Linked DNA regions of Columba livia: region 1 is linked to region 2. A link is a contact called in public Hi-C data. All regions are on one chromosome and are shown on one strand. The core of a region is the stretch at or near the end of the contact, and the rest is flanking DNA. Distances in the headings are between cores, read along the strand shown.

What was found. A called contact is a pair of places that touch in the nucleus more often than the background predicts.
Region 1: a contact with region 2 is called in a Hi-C map of crop, with 2.6 times the contacts expected there. The contact joins the promoter of TNFRSF21 here to the enhancer-like site in region 2. A contact is called at or near these places in 2 of 2 Hi-C or Micro-C datasets (crop and liver).

What each region holds. Positions count from the first base shown.
Region 1 is chr3:7,122,110-7,129,598 of bColLiv1.pat.W.v2, reverse strand. It overlaps TNFRSF21 (TNF receptor superfamily member 21), which reads left to right and starts at 6,007. Exons shown (of 7, transcript XM_065055732.1): 1 at 6,007-6,270. The coding sequence starts at 6,217.
Region 2 is chr3:7,078,036-7,084,565 of bColLiv1.pat.W.v2, reverse strand. No RefSeq gene overlaps it. Among named protein-coding and RNA genes, the nearest start is that of ADGRF5, 31 kb to the right of the region's middle. Within about 2 kb of position 5,260, at least 1 of the 3 cell types and tissues checked has an H3K27ac peak away from gene starts, as active enhancers do.

The DNA.
Region 1 (7,489 bases), core at 4,758-7,257, 44 kb before region 2:
TCTGCTTTGCAGCACTGGCGTAATGTACTGCTCTGGGCAGAGGGGAAACTTCTTTACAGCAGGCTACTGGCCTGGAAGGGATTTACCATGCTATGTGTCCCAGTCCCCTTTCTTGCCGTAGGTGAAGAGGCAGCACCAGCTGTGCATCATGCGCAGCCTCATCTCCCCATCCTACCTGCTGGTTATCCCACAGGTGTTACTCTGGGAGCAGGGTTAAAGTCATGTTTATGCATTTAACCCTGTCATCAGCTGCTGAGCTTCTCCTTTCTTAAAGTCCATTGGGAAAACATGCTTTTCAGATGTGCATCAGCCTTTTCCTGTGAAGGGTTTGGAGCATAAGTGCAATGGGGAGTGGCTGAGGGACCTGAGGGGTTCAGCCTAGAGAAAAGAAGGCTGAGGGGAGACCTTATCACTGTCTACAACTACCTGAAAGGAGGTTGTAGCATGGAGGGGGTTGGTCTCTTCTCCCAAGTAGGAAGTGATAGAACAAGGGGAAATGGCCTCAAGTTGCGTCAGGGGAGGTTTAGACTGGATATTGGGAAACATTTCTTCATGGAAAAAGTTGTCAGGCATTGGAACAGGCTTCCCAGGGATGTGGTGGAGTCACTGTCCCTGAAGGCGTTTAAAAGATGTCTAGATGATGTTTTTAGGGACATGGTTAAGTGCCAGTGTTAGGTTAACGGTTGGACTCTATGACTTCCAACCAAAATGATTCTATGGTTGCAGAAGACAGATGAGCTCATGAGTGATGGCCACCAAACCTGCATCGACCAGGGCTGCATTTCATTGCCCATTTGCCACCCCTCGGGTACCTAGGCAGGAGATCCATCAGTGATAACACACCTGCATTAAGGAAATCTCTCTCCTTCAAGATGCTTCTCACTCCGTGGAATCAAAATAATATATGAAAGCAACTTGCTGCTGGCAAAAAGTTTAAGGCAGGAACTGGATTCTCCACAGGGAGACCCAGACTCATCTTAGCTCTGCAACAGAAAACATGATTTTGTTTTCCCACAGCATAAGGTGAGTAAAGTTCATTTAATAAGGAGACGGCAAAAGTGCACTCTGTCCCAGTTCAGGCAAAAGGCCACGGGGGAGCTGCTCTGTCTGCTGATCTGCAGGACATTCTCATGCTCTTTTTCGGTTACCATCTCACACTGGAAGATCAACGTTTTCTCATCTCACCTCAACCATCCAAAAGACCTTCCTGCAATTGCCATGGATACTGCTAGAAACCACTGTGTTTATATATATCCATGTGTGTATATATATATATGTTCCTGCTGGGAACATCTGCTCTTGGTAGATGTTTCCCAATTTCCTGGAGATCATAAGAAGGGCCAGAAGGGTGAGAACGCCCACCCGAACTCTCCTTTCCCTCACCCAGGGAAGTCTACAGGCTATGTTGGTTCAACTTCCCAATTTAGGTTAATGCAAATGAGAACTGTGGTTTCTATATGAATTGGAGCTACTTTCGCATTACAGCAACAGAACACAGAAGTGTTGTTTTTCTACAAGAGATGTGGAAGCGATGGTCCATGTACAGAGAGTGAGGAAGTCTGAAAGTAAATTACATCTGCCCTGTTAGCCTGGCTTCTTTTATTGCAAATAAGTGATGAGAAATTGCTTCCCAGAACACGTCTGCTTTCCACAGGATGAAGCAAGTGACGGTTCTGTAGCACGTTCTTTAGCATTTCCCAAGAAAACTTCTTTCAGCGGAACAATTCCTCCTATTTCATTAATATGCTTTAAACAGCCTCAGGTGACTAAGCAGGACCACTGGCTTTTCCTCACAAGAGAGGAGAGTTCGCTGTTGAAGAGAAGATGGTTTCTGGTGTCAAATGAGGTCAGTGGATGTTCTTCCATTGCTTGCTTGGCCTCCCACCACCATCTTAGCAAAAACCCAGGGGTCTCTGGTCAACATAAGCAGTGAGGTTCATTAACTATAATTAAAAACACCTTCTTTCTTGGTGTTTTTTTTTTAAATCCTAGCAGTTCACTGACCTGCTTGATACCATGGGCCCGTATTTGCATGACAATGCGGTGGCACAAGGGGAAAAAAGGAACCGAATGTGGGGAGGTGAGGAGGAACTTCTCAAGCTTCTGCTGCCACCAAAAACACTTAATACGAAACTTCAGCCTCAGCCACCCGCTTCCTTAGTTTCCTTTCAAAGAAAAAAATCATGGAGATGCAGCAAATTGGACATTAATAAGCAATTTATGCCACAGCCAGTATGAACCAGTCTCGGCAGCGTGACTGGTGTTTGTCATTACAAGGGTTGCAAGGGGGGTGGGATGGGGGATTTACAGATCAACCCACGCTTTTTTGGATAATCTGTGGACTGCTTTTAGGTTCTGTGTAAATAATAATGATTAGAAGCGGATGTAACTAATTGGAATCCATTCCACGGCAGTAACATGATCCATCTTATTGCCAATCCCCTGAGTCACCCCATCCTCCAGATGATTATTTTTCTGACTTTCCCTAATAAAATCTGAACAATTCACGCTGCTGATGGATCCATCGTGGGTCGGTGCTGCCAGGGCATTTCAAACCCTATTCTAACCCAGGCACAACCAACCTAGTTATCTCCACACCAGCAGGACCAGACTCGTCCTTGTATTGCATCAACGCTGTACATTTTTAAACTTAAAATCCCCTCTACCATCCGCAAGTCTGGTGTTGACCTTGCTGTGTTATCACCTTCAATTTGCCCAATTTATTTTGGATTAAAAGCAGCAACAGGCATCCCCGGTTTCCTTCTGGGCAGCCTCACTGCGTCTTGCTTTGCACGTGATGAGGTTTCCCTTCCTTGACCTCCTGGGAAGAGCGTGTTGTTCCTGAGTTTGGTGACCCCGGGGGAAGGCAAAGCCCACCGTGGGGCTCTGCAGCACTTGCACAGCAGCAGGGCCAGATGTGGAGGAAGGTCCTTGTCCTGCACATGTGACACAAGTCTGGCTCGTTCCCCCCTGGGAACAGCCGTCCTGCCACTGCTACCCCATCTCTGGGAGGGAAGCTCTTCTCCAGGCTCATTCCCAGGCTCCCAAGGGTCGTTGCTGTCTTCTAGCTCCCTTCCAAGATTAGATATGGAGAGAGTACAGGGAGAAAAAGTCCACTTTGGCTAGGAGGGGAGCCTTCCAGCTGGATTCAAATCTCCCTAAAATCAAGAGGAGGCTTCTCATGGGCTTCAGAAGGGCTTGGATGAAACTCATATCACACCACCTTTTTTCCTTTTTTTTTTTTTTTTGAGATTTTCTGTCATTCATGGGGATTTTGTGCTGTTCAATTTGACATGGCACTGAAAGCCTCCCTTGTTCCATCTGCCTTCAGGATGCCTCCAGAATGTGACTGTTGGTCAACAGGATTTCTGCAGGCTCTGGAAATCAATTATTTGAATGTTTTCCTCAGTAGACAACCAGTTATGTAGAGAGGCATATAATGCCTTGATTCAGTGCACTCATAAGCCTTGAAGGCCCTGATCAGCCTTACCTGGGGCCTCCCCCACCCCTGCCCCTGTCTCCTGGTCAGACCTTGGACCCATCCTGAGGCATCATCTCTGTTCCTGTCTCCTGAAAGGACCCTGGAATTATGTTCCAGCCTTTCTAATCCTGTCTCTGACCCCATCTCCTGTTCCTCTTGACTCCCTGGATAGACCTGGACCCGTTTCCATCACTTGCCATGGCCATTGATGGACACTGTGACCAGCACCATGCCCTGCACAGCCTGTTCAGATGCTGCTTGTGCTGTGGCCACCCTCAGCTTCCAGTGGGAAAGGACCTTCAAAGCTCATCCAGTCCCACCCCTGCCATGAGCAGGGACATCTTCACCCAGATCAGGTTGCTCAGAGCCCTGTCCAGCCTGGCCTGAGATGTCTCCAGGGATGCAGCATCCACCACCTCTCTGGGCAACCTGGGACAGTGTTTTATCACCTTCATAATAAAAAATGTCTTCCTTATATCTAGTCTGAGTTGCAGAACAAGAATAAAAAGGAACATAAAAATCCCACCCCAAAAACTGATGCTGTTGAACACTCACTGCCCTGCAGTTTTTACATGTTAGCAGCCTCAGGATGGCTGAGCTCCACTTGAGAAAAACTACCATGGGAAGAGGAGCTGTTCCCACCCCATTTTTAAGGAGGACAATGGAGGGAGAGCAAACAAAGCCCAAAAGCCCAAAGCCCAAAGCAATATGAGGTAGAGGCAAAGCAAAAAATAATTTCCTTTGCAGTCCTACACAGCGCTTCCATCCCTAGGGTTTCAGGTAGGTGGGAAGTAGGCAATGCTGCAGAGAATCATAGAATCATTTTGGTTGGAAGACACCCTAAAGATCATAGAGCCCAACCATAACCTAACTCTGGCACTAAACTATGTCCCTAAGAACCTCATCTATGCATCTTAACTTAAACTTAACTTAACTTAAACTTAACTTAAACACCTCCAGGGATGGTGAGTGCAACACTTCCCTGGGCAGCCTGCTCCAGTGCCAGACAACCTTTTTGTGAAAAACTTTTTCCTGATATCCAATCTAAACCTCCCCTGGTGAAACTTGAGGTCATTTCCTCTCATCCTATGGCTTGTTACTTGAGAGAAGAGACCAACCCCCTCCATGCTACAACCTCCTAGTTGTAGACAGTGACAAGGTCTCCCCCCAGTCTCCTTTTCTCCAGGCTGAACAGCCCCAGTTCCCTCAGCCGGTTCTCATCCCACTTGTCCTCCAGACCCCTCACCAGCTTAATTTCTCTTCTCTGAACTCACTCCAGCACCTCAATGTCTTTCCTGTAGTGAGGGTCCCAAAACCGAACCCCAGCACAGAGGGACAGGCAGTAGGTGCACCAATGGGGCCCCCGTTTTCCGCACGCTCAATGTGCAGATTCCCAGCACAAGGATGGGCTAGGGGAAGCAGGGCCAGTTGCTCGCTCTGGCAGAGCCCCTGTGAGCATCACCTCCAGCCCCATGGCTTCACACACCCCAAGGACAGCCAGGCAGGGGGGATGCTACACCGGTGAGGAAAGCCATGTAGACTGCTTGGGGAAAGCGAGGGACGCGGTGCTGCAGGGCGCTGCGGAGTTTCCAAGCTGTGTGCAGTTCCTAGGTGGCCGCACATGGACTATGAGGTGAGGGAGTGTGGGGGGGTATCACACAGAATCACAGAATGTCAGGGTTTGGAAGGGACTTCGAAAGCTCATCCAGTGCAATCCCCCTGCCGGAGCAGGAACACCCAGATGAGGTTACATAGGAATGTGTCCAGGTAGGTTTTGAATGTCTCCAGAGCAGGAGACTCCACAACCCCCCTGGGCAGCCTGTTCCAGTGTTCTGATACCCTCACTGAGAAGTTTCTTCTCAAATTTAAGTGGAACCTCTTGTGTTCCAGTTTGAACCCATTGCCCCTTGTCCTATCATTGGTTGTCACCGAGAAGAGCCTGGCTCCATCCTTGTGACACTCACCCTTTATATATCTGTAACCATTAATGAGGTCACCCCTCAGTCTCCTCTTCTCCAAGCTAAAGAGCCCCAGCTCCCTCAGCCTTTCCCCATAAGGGAGATGCTCCACTTCATCATCTTTGTTGCCCTGCACTGGACTCTCTCCAGCAGTTCCCTATCCTTCTGGAACTGAGGGGCCCAGAACTGGACACAATATTCCAGGTATGGTCTCCCCAGGGCAGAGTAGAGGGGCAGGAGAACCTCTCTGACCTACTGACCACCCCCTTCTGATGCACCCCAGGTACCATTGGCCTTCCTGGCCACAAGGGCCCAGTGCTGGCTCATGGTCATCCTGCTGTCCACCAGGACCCCCAGGTCCCTTTCCCCTACGCTGCTCTCTAACATGTCATTCCCCAGTTTATACTGGGGTTGTTGTCCCTGCCCACATGCAAGCAGTGTCAGCCGTGGGGGGTCCGTGTGCGCTGCGCCGCGCAGCGCGGGGGGGGCGCCGTTGCGCGGCCGGTGACGCCACAAAGGCCGCCCCGCCCCGCCGCGCCGCCCCACGTGCGCGCCGCCCCGCCGCGGCAGAGCGCAGCCCGCGGCCCCGCAGGCAGGTGGGAGCGCGGCGGGCGGCAGGGCCACCCCCGCCCGGCCCCGGCCCGCCGCCATGGGCGCCTGCCCCCGCCGGCTGCTGCCGGCCCCGCGCCCCGCCGCCTGAGGCAGCGCGGCTGGACGGGCAGCGCCTCGCCCGCAGCCCCTCCGCGCTGCGCGGCGGCCCCGGCTCCAGCCGCCACCATGGGGGCCGCCGCGGCGTGCCGGAGCGCCGCCGGGCTCGCCGGCTTCCTCACGGTGAGTGTTGAGTGTGTGTGTGCGCGGAGCGGGGGGGGGGGTGTCGGTCCGTCCCTGCGGCGCCGCCCGCGCAAGATCCGCGGTGTGGGGGGGTGGGGATGTGCTGCAGTGCAGCGCTGCCCGCCCGCGCGTGGGGTGCGTGCTGCTCGGCTGGTTTGGGGCGGGTGGGCAGGGGTGTGTTTTGGGGGGATATGTGTATATTTGGGTATCCTGTTGCCCCCCCTCCGCCGTCCGCCGTGCCGTGTGGTGTGCGGTGCTCCCCAGTGCCCACCCCGGCGGTGCTGCCTGCCCCAGCCCCCGCGCCCCCAACCCTGCCAGCGGGCACTGGCTGGGTCTGACATCCCCGGCTCCATCCTCTCTGTCCGCCGGCTCCATCCCCTCCATCCCTGCTTTACTGCAGGCAGCAAAGGGCGGCATTCTCCCCAGAGGTTTCATCCAGGGCTGTGCCGCACCTCGAGGTCTGAGCGGATCCTTGCTTCACCCCCCTGCCCTGTTCCCTAAGCTCAGCACTGTTTTGGAGTCTGTCCATCCATCCATTTCTCCCTCCCAGCTGCTTTTCTTGCCACCCCTTGGACAGGCAGCAGAACTCACCACCAACACTAATTGCAGGCAGCCGCCCTGGCTTAACACAGAAATGTTTTTCCTCTGGGTTCACCCTCAGGTTTACCTTTCCAAATAGAGCCCTTCCCAGTCAGCATTTCAGAGCTACATCCTGTCTTTTTGGCGAGAGATGGTAATTTGGTGTGTCAGGCACACGCCGCAGCTGCTGCGGCTGGGTTGTGTAACCGAGGAGTGCACTTGCTCTTGAACTCAAGGTGGATCTTAGCAAGCTGGTGCTGGCTCGGCAGGAATCCGGGTAAACAAAAAATAATCTAAAGCTGAGAGAGCATTAGCTGGGAAACAGCCTCGTTGCTTTGAAGGTGAAGGGTGACTTCACGCAGTAGCGAAGCAGCGCGGTGCTGGCCGGGTGCTCTCGAGCACTGGTTTCCCACTGGGAGAGGCGAGCGCTGCTGCACATCTGGAAGATGAGATGCTGATGGGAAGCTTGAGATATGGAGCTCCAGCCGGGATCCTGGAGGTCAGCTGAGAATTGCGGGTATAGAAGAGGGGGGAGGGGGAAAACAGAGTGATATAAAGCAGGGGTGTCAAACTCATTTTCACCGGGGACTGCATCAGCCTCATGGTTGCCTTCAAAGGGCCGAATGTAATTTTAGGGCTG
Region 2 (6,530 bases), core at 4,011-6,510:
CTCTTGCTTGCTGTGAGCTGGGACAAAACCCTCTGGAGATGCCTCCAGCGTGGCCTGGCGTCCTCAGGACTGGATGGCTCTGCTATTCCGAGCTATTTTAACACCTTCAATGCAAATAAGATTTGGGATTATTTTTTTTTTATTCTCTTTTCTTGGAGTTTGTTGGAGTGAGTCCAGAGGAGGCCACAAAGATGATCAGAGGGCTGGAGAACCTCTACTCTGAGGACAGGCTGAGAGAGTTGGGGTTGTTCAGCCTGGGGAAGAGAAGGCTCCAGGAAGACCTTATAGGAGCCTTCCAATACCTAAAATGGACCTACAAGAAAGCTGGAGAGGGACTTCTAACAAGTGATAAGACAAGGGGTCATGGCTTTGAACTGAAAGAGTGGAGATTTAGATTAGATATGGGGATGAAATTATTTTCTGTGAGGGTGGTGAGGCACTGAACAGGCTGCGCTGAGGAGCTGTCGATGCCCCATCCCTGGAATTGTTCGAGGCCAGGTTGGATGGGGCTTCGAGGAACGTGGTCCAGCAGAAGGTGTCCCTGCCCATGGCAGGGGGATTGGAACTAGATGACCTTTAAGGTCCCTTCCAACCTAAACCATTCTATGACTCTCTTTTTTTCCCATGAATTGCAGTGCTCCATGCAGAAGAATAAGGTATCTGGTACACTTTCCTCCTACCCCTGCCAAATTGGAATTTTTCCTAATGAGAAATTAATTGTAACCCTCCAGTGTGGCTGCTTGCATTCCAGATTGGAAAAGCACCCGGTGTTTTGCGGAAGGTTATTCAGCCCTCCAGCTCCTTTTACCACCAACTAATTGCCTCTGAATTGCAACACGGTCCCTGCGTAGGAGGAAACATCTGTGCAGCCTTCATGTGAATAACCTGCATGGAAACGGTGCCGATGCTGCCCAAGGATGCCCCGTGGGCTCGGAATGGCATGCGGGGGCTATTCAAGGGGGTCCATGCCTATCCCTGGGCTTTAAGTCTTTAAGCTTTATGTCATGAAGGCTTTGCAGCTCTGTTTTCTTCTTTTGGACTTCACTCCTATGAGTACCATGACAGAGGAGTTTCCAGGGCAACTGGTAGGAAATGGGAAAATGAAGGAGAAATAAGAGGAGTCATCATTTATGTATTCATGGAGTACGTGCTTCATGGTGGCACCTCCAGACGTGTTTATCAAACCAGCCTTTAGGACATGGCTGCTGCTTCACCATGTGAGCATTTATGGGGTTTACAGTTTCCTTCCTACTGCTGTCATTTAATTTTCTCTTCCAGCTTCCCTCCCTTTCTCAAGTATTTTGTTAATCAATGTAATCCCCGGCTTCCCTCCCTTTCTCAAGTATTTTGTTAATCAATGTAATCCAGGAAAACAACAAAAAAAACCCAACAACAACAAAAAAACCCCAAACAAAACAAACAGAATTAAACCAGAAGCATCCAAATAATGTTGGATCAGCTGTTGGTGAAGATGCTGGCCAGCAGCTCAGTCGGTGACTTTGTGGGGTTTCCTAAACTTGCACCAACCTTTCTGCTGTTACAGCTGGGCAAGGTTCTTGTCTCTTTTCTTTAGATGCCAAAAATGCTCTTGTATCTGGTTCTGAAATCACTTAAGCAATGTTAGAGATGTTTATCTCTTCATCTCAGATTTGCTTTGACTGCTTGACTAATGGGTAATAGTGATCTAATTAAAAATCAGAATTCAGTCTTTCCTCTGATATTTATAAAATATTGCTACCCTGCGAGTTTTATTTTTCTTTTAATTTTTTAAAATTCAATTCAATTTTTTTTTTGTTATTTTTCATTATTTGTTCTTATTATTTCTTTATTCCTTCCCATCATGGCTGAGATTAATTTTGCTTTAACTTAATTTGAAGGGAATGAGTTACTCTTCAAGCATGCTACCCTCAAAATACATTTCTGGGCACAGGAGCTTCCGCCAGGGCCTGTCAGGCTCAACAGGACTGTGGGCAGGACATTAATCTGCCTGACTTTGTTTCTGGCAGCTCGGGGCTTTCCAGGCTAATACTTCATGAGGATTAGATTGATTAAATCATTGATCTTCCTGGGTGCTTCGATGGGCTGATGAGTGCTTTTCATGGTAACTGCTGCTTCTTCTTTAGTGATAATTTATTATAAGAATGACTAGTTATCCTACAGCTCTCCCAGTGAGCAGAGCGCTGGATACCTTGCTGTAGAGGTTGGCAGCGTTATAGTCATTTTACAGGTGGGGAAACTGAAGGATGGAAGTGAAACTCTCCATCAGCAAACTGATCAGAAAATAAATCAGGGTGAAATTCAGAGACAAGTGTCACCCTGTCAGACCCCCCACCAGCCTCTTTCGGGGAGCATATGGGTAAGATTTGGGGTTTGAAGTGCTGAGCCCCAGCAGATGGGGAGGGTTGGAGGCAGGGTTTCCAAACCATGCTTTTGAGTAATTATTTGCCTATTAAATTAGTTTTTGAGCTGAAAATAAATCCATGCTAGCTCCCTGGTTAGACCATCTGCTTTCCTCTTGCCCCATCTCACCAAGTGCGGCTGGGAGGAATGTCCAGCTCTGGAGCTGAGCACATGGTCCTTCATTGTCTGCCCTTGTTTCCCCTTGAGAAAACCACTCACTCCTGCCCCAGCCTGTCTTGTCTCCCCAGGGCAGGGCTGCTCCTTCCCTCTGCCATGTCGTGGCAGTGAAGCTCATAGGGCTATTGATGGGAAAAAGACCTGAAATAGGTGAGCAGAGCTCTGGGCTTTGCAAGCAGAGAGGTTCCATGTGGCTGGAGATTCACACCAGGAAATCGCAGCTGGCCACAAGCTGCAATAACTTTATCATTTTTTGGGCAGGGGGGTGAGAGAAGGGAATAGAAGCTTATGAAATGCAACATAGCAAATAAAGCATTTCATCTATGTTTTATTTTTTATTATTATTTTTTTAAATTTTTGTTTTCCTTTTTTGGCGGTGCAGAGACGGGCAGCAATGGGAAGAGGATGGCCTGGTGCTATGCCAGTCTCCAGGATGGTGGCACCGCCAAATCCCTTTCTAGGAAGGGAGCACCCACCTGCCAGTCCCAGCTTGGACAAGCTCTGTGAACTGTTTGACCTGTGCCAAAGCCAGGCTGGGAACCATCCAAAAAATTCTTTACTGGACAGTAAAGATGAATTAACCAGATAAGATGCAGTCAGACCACCTAAAGGAGGTGTCAGAATGGGGCATCCCTGCTGTTGCCATCTTACATAATTTCCCTTTTAAAATGACATTTAAGCTTGAAAACAGCTTTCTTTTTTTTTTCCTCACCTCTGCTCTCTTCTGCTCTAATGGCTGGGAAGTTTCTTCTAATTAAATGTATCCACGGACAGATAATCCTGTTTTGGTCTTGTGTCAATATGATCCTTTAGCTAAATTAAATATTTTCCCTGCCTGATGTTTATCCCTCCCTGTCTGCACCTTGGCTCCCTCCTGTAGGTTATTTGAAGACTGTGATCCCATTCCCTCAGATTTTCTCAGAGTTCTGACTCGTGCCTCATCATTTAAAGGGTTCCCATCCCCAAGCCTCTAGAGGTTTCCACTCCTGTAGCAGCAATGTGGAGAATCACAGAATCATAGAATAGTTTGGGGTGGAAGCTCATCCAGTGCCACCCCTGCCATGAGCAGGGACATCTTCACCAGATCAGGTTGCTCAGAGCCCCGTCCAGCCTGGCTTGGGATGTCTTCAGGGATGGGGCATCCACCACCTCTCTGGGCAACCTGGGACAGTGTTTTACCACCCTCATTGTAAAAAAATTTCTTCCTTATGTGTGACCTGAATCTCCCCTCCTTTAGTTTAAAACCATCACTCCAACTCTCTCAACCTGTCCTCACAGCAGAGCTGTTCAGCCCCCTGATTGTCAGGAGGAGTCTATCATCTCAGCAGCTCCTATAGCTAAACCATCAAGAACTGACACCCAGAGCCCCCTTTTCTTGGGTGAGCAAGTTCATCCTTCCCCACCGGGTCCCCTCCAGCTCAGCCCACTGCAGAGTGGGAAACCAGGACTGTGGCTGGCACTGGTGCTGCTCCAGACCTCAGGGTCTTCCTTGGTGCATCCAATGTGTGAACACAGTGCTGTGCCACCAGCACACATCTTTAATGAAAGGTGAAATAACATTCACCTCTGCATTGACCTTGGGGATCTTCTCCTTGCAGCTTCCCTCCAACTTTCCTCCCTGTTTTTCACAGAATCACAGACTGGTTGGGGTTGGAAGGGACCTCTGGAGACCATCCAGTCCAACCCACCTGCTAAAGCAGGTTCACCAGAGCAGATCACACAGGAATGTGTCCAGGTGGGTTTGAATCTCTCCAGAGAATGAGACTCCACCACCTCTCCAGGCAGCCTGTAACAGGGCTCTGGCACCCTCAAGGTAACAGTTTTGCTTGACTTTAATCAATGGATGGCAATCTATGAAGTTAAATGTTCATTAAATGTCTGCCCATGTTTTGGGGCTGCTTCTAGCTTTGTCTTGAGCTCCTCATTTCTGCATGGGGTGGTAGGTCATCTTGCTCCTTGAAGTTCAATGCTATTCAGTGAGCTTGGCTTCCACTGCTCCCCTCTCCCCTTTCATTGTGGACACCCAAGGGAGGGCCCTCGCTGTTGGGAAACGCTGGTTACTTTAATTCTTTGCAGTCTTGTTGTTTATTCCTCATATCCTTGAGATGGAGAATAAGCAAAACAGTGCTAGTTCCAAGTGGTACGGTGTGATCCCCCCTGTATGAAATATCAATTCTCATCCTCTTGCATGGGGTGGCCCCATCCAAATTCCCCCAGGGACAAGACAATGGCCCTGCCCTCCCCCAGGAGCTGTGTGCAGGTGACCTTTGGGAGGGTGTGAGCTCCCCTGGGCCGGATCTGAGCCACAGATGTTCCTTACACTGGTGGCATTTGTACCCAAGCTTTAGTGATGCTTAGTTTGTGAGCTTTGCTCTTGTGAAATCAGGAACCTTCATCATGGCCCTACATTTGCTTATGCTTTCACTTCACTTGCATCAACCACCCTGCCTGGACTAATTTGGCCTCTGTCTCCTCTGACTTTCTGTGATTGTGATAAATAATTTACGTAATAGGCTGAGTCAGGATTTGTTGCCTGGGATAAAGCACACAGGCTTCTGCAAAACCTGCCTTGGACTTGCTGCTAGCCTAGAAATAGGGCCACTAATAAAATAAACATGTAATAGTCTTGGCATTTCTCCCTTCTATGATGACAGAAATTGGGGGTGACACTCACTCAGTAACTGCAGCTAATCGGTTGTGCCATGAGTGTGCAGGATGACATGCCAAAGAGGTGAACCTACAAGGTTTTCTGGATCTAGCAGGGAAATAGAAGCTGGTCCAGCAGGGACCAAATCCTGTCAGGTCACCAACAGAGATAATCTTTGAATTCAGGAGCATGGGCATGTGCTATGGAAGAAGCTCAGCATGCCCCTTGGATATACAAGCAATTCCATAGTGGAGGAAAAAAAGCCTTTTGATGGGGAAAACAAAAGTAACTTGTGTTTTCTGTGGCCTCATACTCACCCTCATCTTTACCATCTTTTTCTCCTCCCTTATATTGCTCTGCTTTCCCCTGCTGCATCCTAGAGCAGCATCCCTGGAGGACCTCACTGTGGAAGGATGTGGGGTGGGAATGTCTAGGGGTGGCTTTTTTCCTGCATTCATTGCCAAAGTAATGCACTCCTCCACATCATCCTCATGGATAAACAACTCCAATGATGCTTTGCTGCCATGTGGGTCTTGGTCTGAGCCTGACATTCTGAGCCACCAGTGCTCTGGTCCATTTGAGACCCTTCTGGAGGAAGCAAACTAGGATGGCATGTCGGATTTTAAATGAATACATGTGTGTTTGTGGAAGAGGCAGTGATACAGCAGCTGGTTTGCATCCTAACATAGCATTCAACTTAAAATTGTGGAACAGTTTGGGTTGGAAGGGACCTTCAAAGCTCATCCAGTGCCACCCCTGCCATGAGCAGGGACATCTTCACCAGATCAGGTTGCTCAGAGCCCCGTCCAGCCTGGCCTGGGATGTCTCCAGGGATGGATCATCCACCACCTCTCTGGGCAACCTGGGACAGTGTTTCATCACCATCATTGTAAAAAATTTCTTCCTCATGTCTGGCCTGAATCTCCCCTCCTTCAGTTTAAAACCATCACCCCTTTTCCTTTCACAATAGGTCCTGCTAAAAAGTCTCTCCCCATCTTTCTTGTAGGCTCCTTTTATGTACTGAAAGGCTACAATAAGGTCTCTTCAGAGCCTTCTCCTCTCCGGGCTGAACTAGCCTGGCTTAACCGATTTGGGGATGCTCATCCCAGCATACACTAGCTGAGGTGCACCCAACGCTCTGGTTTGGGTTTGGACGTTTGCAGGGTTAAAAAAACTTCCCCTGAGGGCAGCAAACCCTTTCTTTGGGTGAACCCCTCTTAAGCCACCTTGGCACTCAGTACTGCCCTGAGGTTGGGTCCCCAGGCCAGGTTCCAGCTCCCTTCTCAAGTGCCACCCAGTGGGTTAT